Linked DNA regions of Sus scrofa: regions 1 and 2 are each linked to region 3. The links are chromatin contacts, called in public Hi-C and HiChIP or PLAC-seq maps. All regions are on one chromosome and are shown on one strand. The core of a region is the stretch at or near the end of the contact, and the rest is flanking DNA. Distances in the headings are between cores, read along the strand shown. Region 1 has its middle 200 kb from the start of ARHGAP12. Region 2 overlaps ZNF438 (zinc finger protein 438). Region 3 holds the start of ZEB1 (zinc finger E-box-binding homeobox 1).

Region 1 (3,036 bases), core at 36-2,535, 360 kb before region 3:
TATCCTTGGGGTTTGGGCACAATTCCTAATAGTTTTCCTTGTCACTCTCATCAGTGTCCAGATTTATTCAATAAATGATAGGATCACTCTAACTTTTCATCTGTGACAAGATCCATTCTTTGGCTTATACTGACACCTGTAGGCTTGTGAAATGGCTTTGAAGAAAATGAACATGGAGAAGGCTTTCCCCATCCTCAGTCTCCAGGATTTCAGCTCACCTCCTGAATATACTGGGAACCTGAACTGTGGGGCATGTTCTAGAAAGAGGCCAAAGCAGGGAAACATTTCCACTTGAAGATGCTGTGTACCCTGCGGCCATGAGTTTCCAGGGTTCTAACATTTGGAGTAACGCTTTTTTTTTTTTTTTTTTTTTTTTTTTTGCTTCTTAGGGCTGTACCTGTGGCATATGGAAATTCCCAGGCTAGGGGGTGAATCGGAGCTGCAGCTGAAGCCTGTGCCACAGTCACAGCAACGTGAAATCTGCGCTGCATCTGTGACGTACACCACAGCTCACAGCAACATCAGATCCTTAACCCACTGAGCGAGGCCAGGGATCAAACCTGCATCGTCATGGATGCTAGTTGGGTTCGTTACTGCTGAGCCACAACCATCACTCTTGGAGTAATGTTTTGATCACTCCTGTTGTTGACAGGAATCAGCATCGGTTTCAGGTGTAAACAGGAGCCCACCTGGCTCTCTGAGCCATGACAGATGTTGCCTGGGTTGGGGGGCATGATGCTCAGGGCCGATGAGCCATGGGACTGTGGGCCTTCCCAGCTGGGGAGGCTTGGATGGAGAATTTAGGCAGGGCAGGGTCAAGGCCCCCAGGCTCATCTGTTGGAGATTAGGTGGTGACCCTGGTTCTCCTGGGACTAAGGAAACACCAACACTGGAGGGAGGTGTGAGCTGGGGTAGCCCAGGGCCTAATGTTCTCATCTCCTTCAGGTGCCATCAGACACCTGGATTCCAATCTGAACATCAAAAACAACACAAGACACTTAAAAAAGAATGAAATCCAGAGGTCACGAAGGCTCTGGGTGGACGAATTTGTGTGCTTGGCTGTCACAATGGTGGATTTGAGACAGATTAACGTGTGGGCTCCTGAGCCCAGCAGCAGCCCTGGGCCAGGGTGGATCGGTGGCTGGGGTGGGGGGGGACTCTTCCTGTCTTTCAGAGGGGCCCCTGTCCCTGCAGAGGCCACCCCCTCGTGCTGCCTCACGGCCCTGAGCCAAGGACTCTCCAGCCCAGAGAAGTGAAAATAGACGGTTGCCAAGATGAGAAAGGAGGCTTGAAAGCGTGTGGGCCCTACACGGTGGAGTAAATCAGGATGAGGAAGGGAAACACAGGATGTCTAACTTCCGGGTATTCTTGTAGGATTTTACTGGCGTTCTTGTGTTTGTCTCATTATCTTCAAGACGTTCAGGTTGGACATGTTCTATCCCTGGCAAGACAGAAACCTTGGACTTCGCCAGTTCTTTTCCAAAGGGCTTGCCCGGGATTCTTCCAGACTCTGTGAGAAAATCCCGACCGTGCCCCCTGACCTGCGTCTTGGGAATGTGGGGGCGGAGCGGGCTGCCTTCTGGCTGTCACTGGCTGAATGAACAGACCATAATGAGTCAATTCTCTGCCGTCTGCTATTTAAAACAACGGCTTCCTTCCTGTTTCCTACGCTGCTGACTGAAGCTTCTTCTGTGTTAGGGGGGGAAAAAAAAGAAACTCAGGGCGAAAGTGCGCCCTCGGAGACTGAATGAGCCATACATCTCGCCCGCAGTGGCACAAAAGCTCCTAAGTGTTTTATCTGTACAGATGGCTCTAATTTGGTGGCGCTGGCATGACTCTGTGAGCTAATTTCCCAAATACTTGGTTCATTAAAGTGGAAGAGAAAAAACAACCACCTTCTAAGCCAAGCGAGACTCCCCCCAAGAAACAGAAGTCCTGATTATTTAAGGGCAGGGTCGCTTTTGAGAAGGCAGGAGGGAGAGGGCAGACGTCCCTGGGCCCTGGGTGTTTGTCCCCCACCCCAGGGAAGTCCAGTCACCCCCTGGGAGTGAGCCTCCCCTCCCCACCCCATCCCTGAGGGACGAGTGTGGCCTCTGACAGTGGCCTGCAGTCTCCAGGATGCCAGGTGGGAGCCTAACTCTGGGCTTTTTCTCTGTTTCGCTGACCACGTGGAAGGCATGTTCGGCCAGCAAAGAGTTGAGTGGGGAGTTTAAGAGGCAAAGTAAGGAGGCAAAGCAGCTCCTGCTTTCCCGGGGGATGCTGCGCAGCTGCTGTTGGGGCTTATGGGCACAACTTGGTGGCTCTGGGGGTGACAAGGCAGCTTCCAGTGTGTTCAGAACACAGCATGGGGTATCCGACCTCGCCATCCTGCGGCAGGCACACTGGACCGCTGGACTGAACGCGGATGCCAGAGATGGGTGATCCCCACCCCCACTCAAAGAAGGTGTCATCTCCGCCGCCCCCCCCCCCCCCCCTTTAGGCAGGAACATAGAGAACTTATGAGGGTCTTCACTCTGCCCTGGAGGCGCTGTCCACAAAGGGAAAAGGACAGAAAACCTGTATAGGATGAGTTTAAGAAATGGGGAAAGTGTCGTCTCCCAAGCGCAGATACACTCTGTAAATAATCGCACATGTGAAGAAACCAGATGGGCGCCCTCCGCGCATGCGCACGTGCGGGCAGCATGCACGTGTGCACACGGGTGACCACCAAGGCTTTGAGGGTAGGCTGAAACCAGTTTGGGGAAACCCTGTTGGCCAAGAAAAGCCTAGAAAACTTTGTCAAATCTCAAAATATGTAAGAGGTGATTAGAGTGAAATAATCAGATATTTCCAAAGCACATGCTACATACTGTGTGGGGAAGGGCTGAGGGGGTGCTGATGAGGGGGTGGCCATGGGACTAGAGGCAAGATGGCCCTTACACTGAGGGAGGGACACATAGAGACACGTTTGGAGGCCCGGATGGAGCTTGAGCAGCTGAGGGTGGCAGGGAAGGCAGGAGTCAATGACCATCAGGCCCCCTGGGTGCTGAACATGGG
Region 2 (3,208 bases), core at 169-2,668, 290 kb after region 3:
GAGCCAAAAAGGCCAGCAGTGTGACTCAGTAGTTTGGAGCGGAGACCTTTGTCAGTATACAGTTCAGTCACACCTATTTGAGCTTCTAGGTCAAGTACTGGACACAGTTGACCTATTGTTAAAAAACATGAATAAAGATGAGCGCAACTCTTAAATAGCCATTGCGGTAGCTGAGCTAGAATAATTGATTGCTGTCTGATAATTGAAACTCTCACTTTCCAAAATGAACTCTGGCCGTATAACTCTCTGAAATTTCTATAAATATTAAAAGACTATAAAAGAGAACTCTGCAGTTTGCCGCAACTATTACATAACTTTTCGTTAATAAAAGTAAAATAGCCATGCTGGCCTTATAAATGGTTTCCTGCTGCTGTTGCCAACTTTAAGGATTTTCGTTAAATTTCATAAAGGGAAATAGAAATACAGTCTGCTTAAAGGATATAAACATTTTAAACAGCAGACATGGGCCCGAATGACTCTTGCAGAAAAATTTTGGAGAATTCTCTTTTGCTTGATGATACTTATTCAGAATTGATGTTATCCATCTCATGTCAGTAGAATTTACATCTTTGCTTCTTCATCATGGAGCATAATTGTGTTAACCTTGGCAGGAAAGTTTAGAAAAAGGGAGGGAGCATTTTTTTTCAGGACAAGTTCCAACTCCATTGATCATGTAATAGTTCACATGTTCAAAAAAACAAAAAACAAATTAAAGAGCCTTTTATTCTACTTCTGTGCTTGCAGGGCTTTCAAATTGTTGTTTGAGACTTTGGAAACATGCTTTACCGTTCAGCTGACTGGCTGTCATTTTATGGTCACCTAAAGTATAAAGGAGAAGAGCTAATAGGTACTACCAGGCACTTTCTTTTTATCTTTTCCTTTTTTTTTTTTTTTTTTTGTCTTTTTAGGGCTGCACTGAGGTGTATGGAGGTTCCCAGGCTAAGGGTCAAATTGGAGCTGTAGCTGCCGGCCTATGCTACAGCCATAGCCACGCCAGACCCCCAACCCACTGAGTGAGGCTGGGGATCGAACCTGCATCCTCATGGATACTAGTCAGGCTCGTTAACCACCTATGGGATAGTTTGAAGTTTCCATCATAGATGTGGCAGAGAGGGACACAGATGTCCCCAGGCCACCCCAAGGGCGTGCAGAACCCACTTTTTGGTTCCTAAGGTTACCAGCATCCAGGGAATCCTGCATCCTTGGACACATGCACATGGTAAACTTAAGAACTTCCAGTGTTCTGGGTGAAAGGAGGTCTCATTGCCCTGGGGGACCCAGAACAGGTTCTCCTGGGGTGACAGGCCTGGAGCGCTGTCTCCCGCTCCGCGTTGCTGCCTCACTCTGGCTCATCCTCTGGTCCCCGAGCATGTCAGTTGTTCTCTGTCACCTGATTAATTGCGGAACACTCACTCCCTGTGTGCTGCCTTGACCACGCGCCAGGAACTCTTGGCAGCCCGGGGGAACATGATCTCAGCGCACCTCCTGGTCAGCACTGGGCAATCCAAGTTGTTAGTGGGGGTGAGAACTTGGATTCAGAAGCCAGGACCCATGCCAGGGGCCAGGGCAGGAGTAATTGAGCAGCTGGCACGTGAAACGCAGCTCTAGACTCCATCAGCAGGTCAGGAGTCAGAAGTGGAGTGGCACGTGACTTTGAAAGGTGGTTTTTGAAGGAGATTATGATGGCCAGCGATGGATCTTGTAGTTTGTAGATATCAAATAATTCCAGCTGCTTTTGAAGGAAGCCTAAGAGTGGTGCCAGCTTACTCACAGTGCTCGTTATACTGGACAGAAACCTCTCTGGGTAACTTTTCCTCGTCAGTTCTACCTATGTCTTTCTGTGGCTCTCATTCGCTGTCCCTCTTACACTTGGAAGCATAAGATACACATAAAATTTCCAAAGTCTCTTTTGATGTCCCCTATTCTTCATAGGCTCTGAAAGTTGACGTTCTTCAGGGCTCAGTCTCGGGCTGTCATCTATGTTACTCTCGCTGTGATCTCATATATCCCTAATTTTATTTTATTTTTTATTTTTTTAATTCTTGCTTTTTAGGGCCACATCCACAGCATATGGAGGTTTCCAGGCTAGGGGTCGAATTGGAGCTATGACTGCCAGCCTATGCCACAGCCACAGCAATGCAGGATCAGAGCCACATCTGTGACTTATACCACAGCTCATGGCAATGCTGGATCCTCAATCCACTGAGCGAGGCCAGGGATCGAACCCACAACCTCATGGTTCCTAGTTGGCTTTGTTTCCCCTGCGCCACAACGGGAACTCCTATATCCCTAATTTTAAATGTCATCCTTCCTCCTCAGCTCCTCCCTCCCTCCCTTCCTTCTTTCTTCCCAGCCGCCCACCCGCTGTATCCATGGCATATGGAAGTTTCCAGGCTAGGTAGGGGTTGAATTGGAGCTGCAGCTGTCCGCCTACACCACAACCACAGCAACACCAGATTTAAGCCACATCTGTGACCTACACCACAGCTTGTGGCAATGCCAGATCCTTAACCCACTGAGTGAGGCCAGGGATTGAACCCACATCCTCGTGGACAGTATGTCAGGTCCTTAACCCATTGAGCCACAACAGGAATGCCTATTCCTTTCTTTCCACCACCCCCCCCTCCCAAAAATCGGGAATTTTAGGTGTTTTATTTATTTTTATTTGTTTTATTTTCATTCTTTTTTTAAATGGACATATGATTGATGGAGGACGTTGTGTTAGTTTCAGCAAATAATTCAGTTATACTTATATATCTGTGCTTTTTCCAGATTCTTTTCCCTCACTGTGAAATACTAAGTAGTTCCCCAATTTATTTCTTTACCCTGATCCCTCTTATGAGCCACAGCCTCCTATCTCTGTCTGCCTATTCATCATCTCCATTCTAAATCATCTCCAAAGTCTAAAAAACATTTCAAACTCAGCATATCTGCAGTAGGCTTTTCAACTCCCTTCCGCAAACCTCTTCCTACCTCCTCCTTCTTCCGCTCAGTAAATGGTCCACTCAGTTACTTGGGCCAAAAACTAGAACTCATCATTGACTTTTCACTTGCCTTCTTAACCCACCTCCAGCCTATCAGTAAGGTTAGGATGTGTTCCTTTCAAAATATATCCCACATCTCCCTTGGCTTCTGTCCCCCCGTCGTCAACTACTACCCTAATATCTTAAAATCACCATCCTCAGTTACCTAGGTAATCGTAACAGTC
Region 3 (2,792 bases), core at 49-2,548:
CCACATGTTCGGGTCTCGCTCTCTTTCGCTATTATTAATAATAATAATATTATTTAAACTCTCACGCCAGGCAGAGGGGAGTGCGTCCGGGCACATCAGCACTAATCAATAAACACTGCGGCTGCAGCGCGGGCAGCAGCGCCCCGCGTCCGTCAGTCCGTCCGCCCCCTCCCCCACCCTCCTTCCACCCGAGACCCAGAGCCCTCTGAGCTCCATTATCCGGCTTCAGCGCTCCGCGCGTCCGGGCCAGGTAACAACTTCCCCCAAACCGAAAGAGAACCCCGGAGACACACGCACTGCACCCCGTCCCGGCACGGAGGTGGCGTCCTCCCGGGAGGGGATCTGTCTGTGGTGCTTCCCGGTCCCTGGGACCAGGTAACAACTCTGCCAACCCGCTGCCCCCCGCGGCTCCCACGGCCGCTGCTCGGGGCCCGCCCGCGCCCCCGCCGGCGCCCAGCGGTACGCGGACCCACTTGGGGCGCGGCGGCGGCGGGGGGCGCCCCGGGAGGAGGGGCGCTTAGGGACCCGCGACTCCGCGCCGCGAAACCCTGTCCCGCGCCGAGCGCGCCTCGCCGGCCCGTCCCAACTTTACCGCCGCCGGCCCTGCCGGGTCCGCCCGCTGCGCGCTCCGCGCCGCCCGCGCACACGCGCGCACGGGCGACACGCAGCCCGCGGCCGCCGCGTCCCGCCGCCGCCCGCCTGCCCGCCCGGCCGAGCCGTGGGGCCCGAGCGACCGCGCCAGCCGGGGCCGCGGAAGCCACTCCGCCCGGGCAGCGCCGGCACAAGTTAGTTCCTTGGTTCCCGGGGCCTCGGCGCCGCGGGGACGCAACGCCGGCGGCGCCGAGGGGCACAGGAGTGGGGAAAAGTGTGAAAAGAAGCAACAGCCGCTCCCCCCGAGCCCAGAAAAGTGGCGGCCGCGTCCCGGCCGCCCGCCCTGCGCCGGAGATGCGGCAGCGGCGGCGGCTAACGGTCCAGGGAGGCGGCAGGGGCGGCAGGAGCCGCTAGGCGGAGAGACCAGGTAAGAGACATAACGGTTCAGGGAGAGCGAGCGGCCGCGGCGCGGCTCCGGCGGCGGCGGCCGCGGAGGGGGGCAGAGAGCACTACTTTCTACTTTCCCACTCCACTTGGCCCGTCCCTGCCCGGCCACCCCCAGCCCGGCTCGCCCCCCTCGCCCCCGGGGGCGCCCCGGCCGCCCGGCTCCCCCTGACTCCGCTGCTCCCCGGTCCCCTCCGCCACTCACCGTTATTGCGCCGCGGGTTCGCCTGCTTTCTGCGCTTACACCTGGGGCCATCCGCCATGATCCTCTCGCTTGTGTCTAAATGCTCGAGTCACCACCTCCCCCTCCCTCCCCCTTCCCCCCCAACCCCTCCGCCTCCACCCCTCCCCCCTCCCCACCGCACCTGGTTTACGACACTCGCGGCTTTACGACATCACCTTCCTTACACCTAGAGCCGCTCGCTCTACGGCCGGAACCTTGTTGCTAGGGAGTGGACGGTTTGCGGCAGCTGGAGGAGCAGCTGAGTTTGAACCGAGTGGCAAGAGAAAAGTTCCCCCAGGTGTCGCGGGCGGGGGGCGGGGGCGCTGGGAAGCGATACGGACGTGGTACGAAGGGCGACTGGCCGTCGGAGGGAGAAAGGTAAAGGAGGAGGCTCTGGACTGGCCACACCCGCCGCGGCCGCCAGGGGCATGTTTGGTTCTGGCTGATTCTCGGGATCCTGCGCCCTGGGGACTGCCCTTCGGAATGGCCGCAGTGACCTGTCCTCCCTCTTCCTCCGGTGGGGCTCACGTACCCCGGGGCCGCCCAGGGATTCTCCGGAATCAGAAGGAGGCAGGTTCGCGGAGCAGCGAGAGGCTACCCCCCGGGAGAGGCTACCTGAGCCCCGGACTTCTGGTCCCCCCCTCCTCCTCCGATGCACGGTTTTTCCCTGCGCTAACTGGGATGGGAAGTGACTTCAATTAAATAGAAGTTCAGCTGGACCGAAAGAGGGGCGAGAAGTTCCGCTTGCGAGTCACCTCGGCGGTAAAGCGGAATGAGTAATCCCCACGCCGGCCTGTCTCACTTCCTCCTCCTCGCTGGGCGCGCTCACCTGCTGTCACCTCGGCTTCCCCCACCCTGCCGCCAGCCGGCCCCAGTCCTCCTCTCTCCGCCCCCACCTCCATGAGTAGAAGGGCCGGATCGGAGGCGTCTAAACGTAGAGTTAAGGTATAAACAGGCCACGACTTACTACCTGGATAGGCAACTGTCGCTGTAGAAGACCTTGCAGCAAGAAACAGACTGGGAGACGTTGTCTTGGAGACCGATGGATTGATTGCGGTCTTATCAAGTCAGGTCTCTGACTTGGGGCAAGTTTAAGGGATTTCTGAAACGTAGATAACACCATCAAGTACCGAGAAAATCAAGTTTTCAGTATCGAGCAGGACTTGGCTTTCCACTCCTCCCCACCTTCAAATGAGGAAATGTCTTTGAGACCGTCTCTGGAATGAATGACTTGAGCTGTATTTCAAATTGTACTGTAGAAGTTGGTAGGGAAATTGTGGAAAGTGAAACGTAGCATACAGAGTATTAGAAATAACAGTACATCACCCAGCATAGTGCTGTCACATAGTAGGTGCTCAATAAATGTATGCCTGTAATTTTTGCCATACCTATGGTGGGACTTTTTTTATACGATGTTAATCTTTTAAACATTCTTCACAATTTTAGAAGATTCATTAATAATCTTTTCCAACCTTTCAACTGAAATAAATTTATAGCTGAAGTCTGGTGATTTAAAATTAGAAAGTTTAATCCT

The links. Hi-C and Micro-C count contacts between places; a contact is called where the count stands out from the background. HiChIP or PLAC-seq counts read pairs in DNA pulled down with a chosen protein or histone mark.
Region 1: an H3K27ac HiChIP or PLAC-seq map of skeletal muscle shows a contact between it and region 3, with 6 times the contacts expected there. The contact joins the enhancer-like site here to the promoter of ZEB1 in region 3. A contact is called at or near these places in 1 of 5 promoter capture datasets (liver), 6 of 47 Hi-C or Micro-C datasets (brain, embryonic fibroblasts, fetal skeletal muscle and 3 more) and 1 of 2 datasets of contacts at active chromatin or transcription factors (skeletal muscle).
Region 2: a contact with region 3 is called in a Hi-C map of skeletal muscle, with 5 times the contacts expected there. The contact joins the enhancer-like site here to the promoter of ZEB1 in region 3. A contact is called at or near these places in 2 of 5 promoter capture datasets (fetal liver and liver) and 5 of 47 Hi-C or Micro-C datasets (embryonic fibroblasts, liver and skeletal muscle).

Annotation. Positions count from the first base shown.
Region 1 is chr10:42,372,085-42,375,120 of Sscrofa11.1, reverse strand. No RefSeq gene overlaps it. Among named protein-coding and RNA genes, the nearest start is that of ARHGAP12, 200 kb to the left of the region's middle. Within about 2 kb of position 1,285, at least 51 of the 83 cell types and tissues checked have an H3K27ac peak or open chromatin away from gene starts, as enhancers often do. A contact at or near this core is called in brain, fetal skeletal muscle, liver and 2 more, where this site is marked.
Region 2 is chr10:41,720,956-41,724,163 of Sscrofa11.1, reverse strand. All of the region lies in intron 12 of ZNF438 (zinc finger protein 438), which reads left to right. Among named protein-coding and RNA genes, the nearest start is that of ZEB1, 290 kb to the left of the region's middle. Within about 2 kb of position 1,418, at least 25 of the 83 cell types and tissues checked have an H3K27ac peak or open chromatin away from gene starts, as enhancers often do. A contact at or near this core is called in skeletal muscle, where this site is marked.
Region 3 is chr10:42,011,620-42,014,411 of Sscrofa11.1, reverse strand. ZEB1 (zinc finger E-box-binding homeobox 1) reads right to left here and starts at 1,298. Exons shown (of 11, transcript XM_021064196.1): 1 at 1,241-1,298. The coding sequence starts at 1,298. It overlaps ZNF438 (zinc finger protein 438), which reads left to right and starts at 21. Exons shown (of 19, transcript XM_021064197.1): 1 at 21-250.